Regions from separate parts of the Oryctolagus cuniculus genome. Here region 1 is linked to region 2. Evidence: chromatin contacts called from public Micro-C data. All regions are on one chromosome and are shown on one strand. Each heading gives the region's core, a stretch centred on a gene start, on an enhancer-like site or on the middle of the called end of the contact. The rest is flanking DNA. Distances are from core to core; before and after follow the strand shown.

What was found. A called contact is a pair of places that touch in the nucleus more often than the background predicts.
Region 1: a Micro-C map of ear pinna shows a contact between it and region 2, with 2.5 times the contacts expected there. The contact joins the enhancer-like site here to the promoter of ELOVL6 in region 2. A contact is called at or near these places in 2 of 6 Hi-C or Micro-C datasets (ear pinna and skin fibroblasts).

The regions. Positions count from the first base shown.
Region 1 is chr8:54,849,236-54,854,148 of mOryCun1.1, reverse strand. All of the region lies in intron 2 of ELOVL6 (ELOVL fatty acid elongase 6), which reads right to left. Among named protein-coding and RNA genes, the nearest start is that of ELOVL6, 46 kb to the right of the region's middle. Within about 2 kb of position 2,283, at least 4 of the 8 cell types and tissues checked have an H3K27ac peak or open chromatin away from gene starts, as enhancers often do. A contact at or near this core is called in ear pinna, where this site is marked.
Region 2 is chr8:54,802,551-54,807,678 of mOryCun1.1, reverse strand. ELOVL6 (ELOVL fatty acid elongase 6) reads right to left here and starts at 1,671. Exons shown (of 5, transcript XM_008267482.4): 1 at 1,442-1,671; 2 at 602-722. The coding sequence starts at 690.

The DNA.
Region 1 (4,913 bases), core at 1,034-3,533, 46 kb before region 2:
TTTCTGCAATATTCCACTTAATACAAAGGCACTGGAAGTTCATGGAAAATGGAATTACATGCGGATCTCCCACAAACTTTTCAAAGTCCCTCTGCCTCTCCTTCTCTCTGTGTAAGTCTGACTGTCAAATAAATAAATCTTAATAAAAAGAGAGATGATGTCTCAATAATTAAAGTATTTTCGAAAATCCTATAATGCATATTTTTAAACTAAGAATGCTTAACAATTTAAAAGCACAGTTTTTAAAACGCAATTTTTAGTATTGTTTAGTGGTTTTGAATGTCCCTTTCATTTCCATGCTTTATTTTTAACATTTGGTAATAATGTTATTCCATAAATAAAAATATTGCTTTGAAGTCTTAGCTTTAAAACTCTTTTATTTTCTAAAGATCTATTTATTTATTTTAAAGGCAGTTACAGAGAGAGAGGGAGAGATCTTCCAACTGCTGGTTCATTCCCAAAATGGCTGCAACAGCCCAGACTGGGCCAAGCTGAAACCAGCGACCTGGAATTCCATCCGGGTCTCCCATGTAGGTAGCAGGGGCCCAACCAAGCACTTGGGCCACCTTGTGCTGCTTGCCTAGACACATAAGCAGGGAGCAAGAAGTAGAGCAGACAGGACTCCAACCAGTGCCTTTATGGCACTGTTTGCAGCAGCTTAACCTGCTGCCCCACAATGCGGGCCTCTAGTTAAAATTCTTAACTGAATATCCCTATCAATTGCATAAATTCCACATGACTCGTGATTGTGAGATTTTTCCAACACTATTATTATATTAATGAGTCCCCAATATTATAAATAGTTGGATGTGACCAATAGGATAGGTGCTTGGGTGTGTCAGAAACCTTGTATGTAATTATGTACTAAAAGGTTTCTAACTAATTGTAAGTAGAGCATTAATGATGTTGCAATTTGACATGCCAGTTCATTAAGAGATAGCACTTGGGATTGAGAGATGATAGATTTCATATTTGCCACTTCCACTTTCTATCTGTGCCAATTTCTTTCTTTGTTTTTTTTGTTTTTTGGTTTTTTTTTTGACAGTCAGAGTTAGACATTTGGGTTCACCCCCAAATGGCCACCACGGCCGGCACGCTGCACCGATCCGAAGCCAGGAGCCAGGTGCTTCCTCCTGGTCTCCCATGGGGTGCAGGGGCCCAAGCACTTGGGCCATCCTCCACTGCCCTCCCGGGCCACAGCAGAGAGCTGGCCTGGAAGAGGAGCAACCGGGACAGAATCCAGCGCCCCAACTGGGACTAGAACCCAGGGTGCCGGTGCCGCAAGCAGAGGATTAGCCTAGTGAGCCACAGCGCCGGCCTGTGCCAATTTCTAAAACATGACTCTTGGTTTGTCATTTCTTTCACCAGCAAAAAGAAGCTCATAAGCTCAACTAATCCCATGTTGCCTGGGACTACTGTGAAGATTAACTCCGACAATGGATTCCACAGGCCACATCTGGCAATTAGTCAAGGAACACGAATGCTATTACAGAAATTGCAGCAGTCACCAGCAAGCCATTTCCTGAAAATAACTTCTTGAGGTTCTAAACTCAGTGGAAATCCTAGAAGTAAAAGGGAGATTATTTTTTCTACTCCAGGATAGCAGTAACATGAATATTCATTTGAGACACACTCAAGTGTAAATATTTGGCTCTTGGCACTCTCACTTCCCCCCAAAATATTTTTATTTATTTTTTAAAAGGCAGAGAGCGAGAGAATCTTCTATCCACTAGTTCAAATGCCAGATGCCCTCAATAGCCAGGGCTGGGCCAGGCCAAAGCCTGGAGCCAGGAACTCCGTCCAGGTTTCTCACGTAGGTGGCAGGAACAGAAGTACTTGAACCATTACCTGCTGCTTTCCCAGGCACATTAGCCGGGAGCTAGATTCGAAGCAGAGGAGCCAGCACTTGAATTGAACTGGCCTCTGATATGGGATTGGAGCATCACAGGAGATGGTTTAACCAACTGCATCACCACAGAAGTCTCCCACCCCCAAGTATTTTTAAATCCTAGCACTGGTTGGGTTACCCTGTAATGAGAAACGGTTTCCTACATGACTAGCAAAAGGTGGATCATAACCTTGTCATTCCAAACCATATTATTGTCCCAGAAAGAAATTTGCGGGAGGGAAAAAAACATCTGTCACAACAGACTCTCATGGATTACTTTTCTGGCGTTATATAGACAGCTGCTATTGTTACACCCCCGTGTTTATAAAACCTTGCCTTGCCCAGTCCTCACGTCTCTGCTATGCAGTTCAGGACCTCTCAGGCAGTGTGTCATTATTATTATTCAAGAACAATAACAGAGAGTGGTCTGTCGGGCCGTTCTGCGCAGGGTGACTCAATGGGAACGGGGCCTGTCTGACGGTCAGCGCTGGCAGTCCGCTCTGCAGCGCTTCTCCCGGCTCCCACGCACATCTCACCGACAAGTAGTGAGGACCGAGATAATGAGGTCCCTGTGGGGCGGGCGCGAGCACACACACACAGACATGCTTCTAGAGGCTTAAAACTATTTCAGATGACGAAGGGGCAGGCACGTTACTGCACTGTCCTAGAAACCTTATTTGAAAATGAACATTCGATTGCTGTGTCAGCATCTTCTGCTCCAATCTGGCAAAGACAACTTCTGTCGCCCGGAAATGTGGACGCGCAGCCTCTGCGGCCCCGCCCCGGGGGTACACACCGGAAGCAGGAAGTACACAATACTTAATGGAATGCTTCTTGATGTGACCTTGGGTATGAAAATACCAAATTTGCATTTTACCCAAATAAGCAGGCAGCACAAGTCTGTGTCAGCTTGCAAGCGTGTAGCCAAAACACTGACAGAAGAATTAGTAATTATAGCCTGAAGGTATACTGGGAAACATTTCCTGGTGTCACAGATAAGACTTTTCAAGTCTAATATAACAATAGTGAAAAAGGAATTCTCATTGCATAAGAATGTGGGAAGCGTGCTGTTCTGTGTTCTGTAGAAAGCAGGTGGCCGGGGTCACTTTGAAGACCTCACACTAGTGTGTTTCTTGCTCCAGGTATCCATCTGTGTATAATGACAGCATTAGCCACCTACCCTTCTGTTTGGAATGCTTTAAACGGTCATAGATGGTGGCATAATTTGATAGTTATAGACCATGAGAGAAAACTTGGCTGACAGTGGAACAGCTGAAGAATTGCCACAGTTACAGAGGCTCAGAAATTCACTCATCCATCTAAAACACGCAGGCGGGGCGAGCGGAAAAGTGCTATGTAAAGAAAACAAAGTGCAGGACGTGCTTCTCGAAGATTCACCAACTGTCAACACGTTTTATCTTCCACCAAGAAGAAAGCTTTCTTGGCATCCAAAACTTCTAAACCTTACGCTCCAACATAAATAAGAAAGTGTCAAAGTATTATAATCTTCAAATCATTATGGGCGATTTGACAAACCCAAATAAAGCTAACAGGATCTTTGTCTGCAGTGGGATGCACTGAAGTTTCCAAGCCATTCCTGAAATAACTCTCGCGGGGAATAATGGCCGTTTCTGACTCTGTAGTTCCTTAATGCAGTGGAAGCAGCTTTACAAGGCTTAGCAGTCCTAACAGCTGACCCAACGGCATTCTTTACCCATCTGTGCGGAAACACAAGTAGATTTTCCCCACATTGTTACACCAAGGCACAGACTCTAGGAAAAACATCAATTTCTCTTATTTTTTTGGCTTTTGTCATCAGTATTAATTTCTTAATGTAAAGTTTAACATGTGATTGAACTCCCTTCAAAGTTACTTTTGTAAACTTTGTCATCAAGCCTAAACTGAATTTCTGCGTGCTGCCAGCTGTCAAGTGTCTCTCACAGCATCCCCACGGCTGGCAAATTGCGGCAGTTCGGGAAGCAGCACGTGACGACCGAGACGGAACGATACGTCACAACACCACTCTGTTCCAACGGGCCTGTGTGATACCTGGGAAGAAATGCTACCCTACCCAGAATGCCGTAAGGCTGACAGAAAACGTGGCAGAAACACAAAGTGCAGGGGCGGGCATTTAGCACAGCCCTTAAGATACTCCTAGAGATGACCGCATCCTTTACCCAAGTACCTGGGTTCAAGTCCCAGCTCTGAACACAATTCCAGCTGCCTGCTAATGTGCACCCTGGGAAACAGCCCTTGTGAACCACGTTCTTGGGTCCCTGCCACCCACGTGGAAGACCCAGACTGAGTTTCTGGCTCTCGGCTTCAGTCTGGCCCAGTGCCAGCTGTTGAGAACATTTAGGGAGTGAGCCAGCAGAGTGGAGATCTGTCTCTGTCTCACTCTTTTTTCCACCTCCCTGCCTTTCAACTAAAAAATAAATATTAAAAAGAGGAAAGAAATAGAAAGGACATGATTTTCCTGGAAGAAAGGTCTGAGTCCAAATCCTACTCTTTTTGAAGATTATTAATTCTGTGACCGAGTCTCTGTAAAATGGAAATAATACCTTCCTTGTAGCATTATTTGAATTAAATGAGTGATATATTTTAAGTATATGTTAGGGACCCAATATGTACTTTTAAAAATTATATTAGATTTTTTGGAAAATTTGGGGCATCACCAATAACATTTAAAAAAATTTCATGGAGAGTACATATTGTGCTTACATTAAATTTTTTATTTATTTATTTTTTTTGACAGGCAGAGTGGACAGTGAGAGAGATACAGAGAGAAAGGTCTTCCTTTTGCTGTTGGTTCACCCTCCAATGGCCGCCGCGGCCGGCGCACCGCGCTGATCTGAAGGCAGGAGCCAGGTGCTTATCCTGGACTCCCATGGGGTGCAGGGCCCAAGCACTTGAGCCATCCTCCACTGCACTCCCGGGCCACAGCAGAGAGCTGGCCTGGAAGAAGGACAACTGGGACAGAATCCGGCGCCCCGACCGGGACCAGAACCCGGTGTGCCGGCGCCGC
Region 2 (5,128 bases), core at 422-2,921:
ATGGCGTGGCTGCGCTCGCTCGGGTTCATTCATTTTTATTACAGTTTTCATTGTCCCCTCCCCCGTCTCTGTATGAAACCGGAAAGGGGTCCAAGCAGGGAGGCATCCGGCCGGGGAGCGCACGGAGGAGGGCAGTTTAGTGGGAGAAGCTGCAAGGAGAAAGGAAGGGCACGAGGATGGGAGAGGGCGCGGACCAGAGCCGAGGGCGGCGGGCGGCAGAGGGTTAAAGCGAGCTGGAGCCCGGGTCCCACCTCCCCGGTCTCTCACACACGGCTGCTGGAGGCCGAGGGAAAAAGAAAAAAAAAAATCTAGAGGGAAACCAGGAGGCAGCACAGGTAGAGGACAGGACTGTGGCATCTCTCCCGCCTCCCCTCTCGCGCAGACATCACCCTAGGCACACACATATGTTCTGAGTTATATAATCCGTGCAAAAGATGCCTGTGGAGCCGCGGCTCGCGCAGCCGGGCGTCTCCTGCGCGCCGAGACCCGGGCACGGGGCTGCCGGCTGGCTGCGCGCGCGGGCAGGGAGCCCGACCCGAACGCGCTCCGGGGGGAAGACGCAGGGCTGCCGGGCGCCGTGTCACGCGAAAGCATCACCTACCAGTTTTCCTGCATCCACTGGATGGCCTCATTCTCGTTGAACTGCTTTTCGAATTCATATTCTTGTAAAGTCAACACTGACATGTTCATTGGGGCTGATCTTCGGAGTCGCTACGTGCTCTCTACACAAAATAAAATAATCTGTAAAGCGCTAGGTCTCGAGGGCTCGCTCCTGCCTGCTCCCCCACCCACCCCCCCGGGTCTGCCCTCGCCGCTGGGTCTCCGGCGCTCGCCTCTCAGCTACATCCAGGGTGGAGCATTGCCTGTGCCTCGGCGCCCAGCTCCTCGCCGCCGTGGGGCTCGCCTCCTCCCGGCGTCCGCATCCACCGTAGGAGGAAATGAATGCCTTGCGGTCTTAGTGCCCGCACGTTTGTCCATCACCCTTTTTACTCGTCTACAGGGAAATCTCCTCCCCCTCGTGCGATCAGGAAAATTAACCCTTTGCGAGGGAGGGCGCAGAGGAGCGAGACCTCCTCCCGCCCTGGGGTGCAGTTTAGTAAAGGCCACGGTGGGGGTGGAGGGCTGGGGGAAGGGCGCGGGGAGGGAGGAAGTGGCCTGGCGGTCACCCGCGTACCCCGGCCCCAGCCTCGCGGGCCGCCGAGCCCTGCCTTTGAATGAAGTTCCAGCGTGTGGGGCGCAGCCCTGAGGCGCGTGGACGGGAGAGCTCGGGGAGTAAACAATTGGGAAATAGTAAAACCTGCCAGCGCTCCCTCGCAAAACAACTCCAGGTAAATCTGCGATGAGATCACACGTGAAGGGGACGCGCTGCCCCTTCTCGCCCCGGCGCAAACCCTCCGGGGCCTCCCCCTGCCCCCACTCCGGAGCTCCGGCTCAGACTCACGTTCGCCGGGGGCCGAGTGGCCCGCAGAGCGCCCTCCGTCACGTGCAGCCGGAGGAGGATGAGGATGAGGAGGGTGGAAGTCGGGAGAGGCCAATAGCCGGAAGTGGAAGAAAGGACTGGGAGAGGGGTTAGGTGGAGGGTTTGGGTACCGAGAGGGGGATAATTAATGAACAGAGACAAAGGAGGAGAGGAAGTTAGCGACCGGAGAACTGGACCAACTGGTCCAATGCAAAGGCTTTATTTGTATGCATGGGTAATTTTGACTTATTTGTTGTTGTAGATACTGTTTGAGGAGAGGGTTGGATGCAATGTTGACCTCATACATCAAAAGAATTCTGCTCCATCTGCCCCTTCAATGATTTCCCCCAGACGTGGGGGAAAATGAAATGGGAGGGCAAGGAGTTGTCCAATAATCTAATATAGGAATGCAATTGTAAACTTAAAAAAATAATAAACAACCTGTACTTTCAAAATTAAACGGACATTAAGACCAAAAAGAAAATGACCCTTCTCAGATGCAAATAGCCCTCACCTCCCCAGGAGTCCAAAGGGAGGGTATTTTCATTCAAAGATGGGAGCCTCTGAAACTTGGGAACTCAGAGGCGCCTCTTCCTAGGGAGCAAGGTGTAGTAAGAAACTAAAGAAAAAGTTTTTAACAATCCAGTACAATTTTATGTAAACCAAAGGGCCGGCCCGGTTGCTGATTTGCAAATCAATGAATAGGTTGACACTCCAGGTAGGGAAGTTGCTTATCTTTCCTTTTAAGGATTGTCATTCTGGAGACTTCTACAGTGCAAGTCTGAGTGAATTTAAAAGTGAGGCCCAGGCCAGGCCGAAAACACTTGGCTGAGTTAGGCTGGAAAGTAGGTGTGGTCAGATGAGAAAGATTTTATAGCACAGGGGCTGGGCCTCTGAGTAATTAATCAATATTTGTAAAGTGATGAGTAATTGTTAAGTATATGAAAGAGAATAGGAAAGTGAGGAAGCGCTCTACAGTGAGAAAATCCTAGAAAGACCTCATTGTATGTTGCAAGGATAAGTCTTATTTTTGTCCAAAAGTAAATCAATTTTAAATTCATTCTTTGTGTTTGCAATGTAATCGATTTGAAAGCAGTTTGAGAAATTCACATTTGTTTACTATGTTTTCTTTTTTAAAGATTTATTTATTCTGAAGACAGAGTTACACAGAGAGAGGAAGAAACAGAGAGAGGTCTTCCATCCACTGATTCACTCCCCAAATGGCTGCAAAAACGGGGACTGGGCCAGGCCAAAGCCAAGAGCCAGGAGATTCTTCAGTCTCCCATGTGGGTGCAGGGGTCCAGACACCTGGGCCATCCTCCACTGCTTTCCCAGGCACATTAGTAGGGAGCTGGATCAGAAGTGGAGCAGCCAGGTCCCAAACCTGAGCCCATATGGGATGCAGGCATCCCAGACAACAGCTTTACCGGCTATGCCACAAAGTGCCCCTACTATGTTTCTTATTTAAAGCATGTCTGTTATTCCCTGCTTATTTTCTAAACATGGATGTGGGGTTATATTAAAAACAAATCTGGACCTTAAAAGAGCAGTTATAAAAAACAGTAAATACTTGATGTTAGTGAAATGGTGCTGTCTTATCTAAAGGCGCCATCTCCAGTCACCTTCTACAGGGGGTTGCACTGAAGAGCAAGCAAGCACGAGAAAGCCCCGAGCTGAAGAATGAGTTTGCAGGCTTTAGGAAAAAGCCTGGTGTGACTCTAGGCCACAGCTAAGGAGTAGCAGAAAATTAGATTGGAGAGGTAGCCACAAGAAAAAGTAGTGTGTTCTGATTTCATTCTGCCTGTTGTGTGGGGGGGGGGAGGTCGTGGGAGAGAGGAGGTTACAAGATGTTATACTGAGAAATAGCATGTTAATTTCCAATAATTCCACTGCTAGGAATTTATAGATATATCATCAAAGACATTATGGATGTTTGTGTAAGATACATAGCACCCTTGGTAGCAGCAACAAAAAAACCTGGAAACATATGATGGAATAATTTTATATCAGAATATTTTGGGATTTTTGTTCTATAGATCACAATATCAAAGGAATTCCTGATATGTATGAAGGAAAATGAAAAGGCAAGGCACAGAACATTATGTATAGTGTTATATGTAAATGACATCTATGCTGTGCATAATATTTTTTAAAGATTTATTTTATTTATTATTTGAAAGACAGAGTTACAGAGAGAGATAGACAGAGAGAGAGGTCTTCCATCTGCTGGTTCACTCCCCAGATGGCCACAATGGCCGGAGCCAGGAGCTTCTTCTGGGTCTCCCACACAGGTGCAGGAGCCCAAGGACATGGACCATCTTCCACTGCTATTCCAGGCCACAGCGGAGAGCTGGATAGGAAGAGAAGCATCCGGAACTCGATCTGGCGCCCATATGGGATGCTGGCATTTCAGGCCAGGGCTTTAACCCGCTGCACAACAGTGCCTGCTCTGGTACATAATAATTTTTTAAAAACAAAGATTTGTGTGATGTATATGAATGATATTCAAAAAGCTCATGGAGGCCGGAGCCGCGGCTCAATAGGCTAATCCTCCGCCTAGCGGTGCCGGCACACCAGGTTCTAGTCCCGGTCGGGGCGCTGGATTCTGTCCCGGTTGCCCCTCTTCCAGGCCAGCTCTCTGCTGTGGCCAGGGAATGCAGTAGAGGATGGCCCAAGTGCTTGGGCCCTGTACCCGCATGGGAGACCAGGAGAAGCACCTGGCTCCTGGCTTCGGATCAGCGCAGTGCGCCGGCCGCAGCGCACTGGCTGCGGTGGCCATTGGAGGGTGAACCAACGGCAAAGGCAGACCTTTCTCTCTCTCACTGTCCACTCTGCCTGTTAAAAAAAAAAAAAAAAAAAAGCTCATGGATGGGCTGGTGCTTTGGCATAGTAGGTTAAGCCTCCACCTGCGGTGCTGGCATCCTGTATTAGGGTGCCTCTTCAAGTCCTGGCTGTTCCACTTCCAATCCAGCTCCCTGCTAATGGCCTGAGAAAGCAGTGAAAGATGACCTAAGTGCTTGAGCCCCTGCACCCACATGGGAGACCCTGAAGAAGCTCCTGGTTCCTGGCTTTGGATTGGCTCAGCTCTGGCCGTTGCAACCATTTGGGGAGTGCACCAGTGGATGGAAGACCTCTCTCTGTCTCTCCCTCTGTCTGTAAGTCTGCCTCTCAATTAACTGAAATAAATATTAAAAAAAAAGTTCATGGAAAAATGAAAGAAGCTATACATAGTTTTCAATTTTTTTTGCACCAAAATAAACTCATACTAACTTGTTATAACATGTCTGAATCCAGTTTGAGGCACTAAGAACAGAGTTCCTATTAGAACAGCAAGAATTCTGCTAACATTGAAGCAAGAGCAAACAACATTTAGGAAGAAGTTCTGGTTGAAGAGTTAAGAAATTAGTAATGCTTTATTAAAAGAAACCAACCATTCATACATGGATAACTCACTTTTAGAAGGGATTAGCATGGGTATTTGGCATAATGGTTAAGGTGTCTGTGCTCATATCCGAGTGTCAGGATTCAAACACTGACTCTGGCTTATGACTCTAGCTTCCTGCTAAGACATGCAATAGGGACGGCGCCGCGGCTCAATAGGCTAACCCTCCGCCTTGCGGTGCCGGCACACCGGGTTCTAGTCCCGGTAAGGGTGCCGGATTCTGTCCC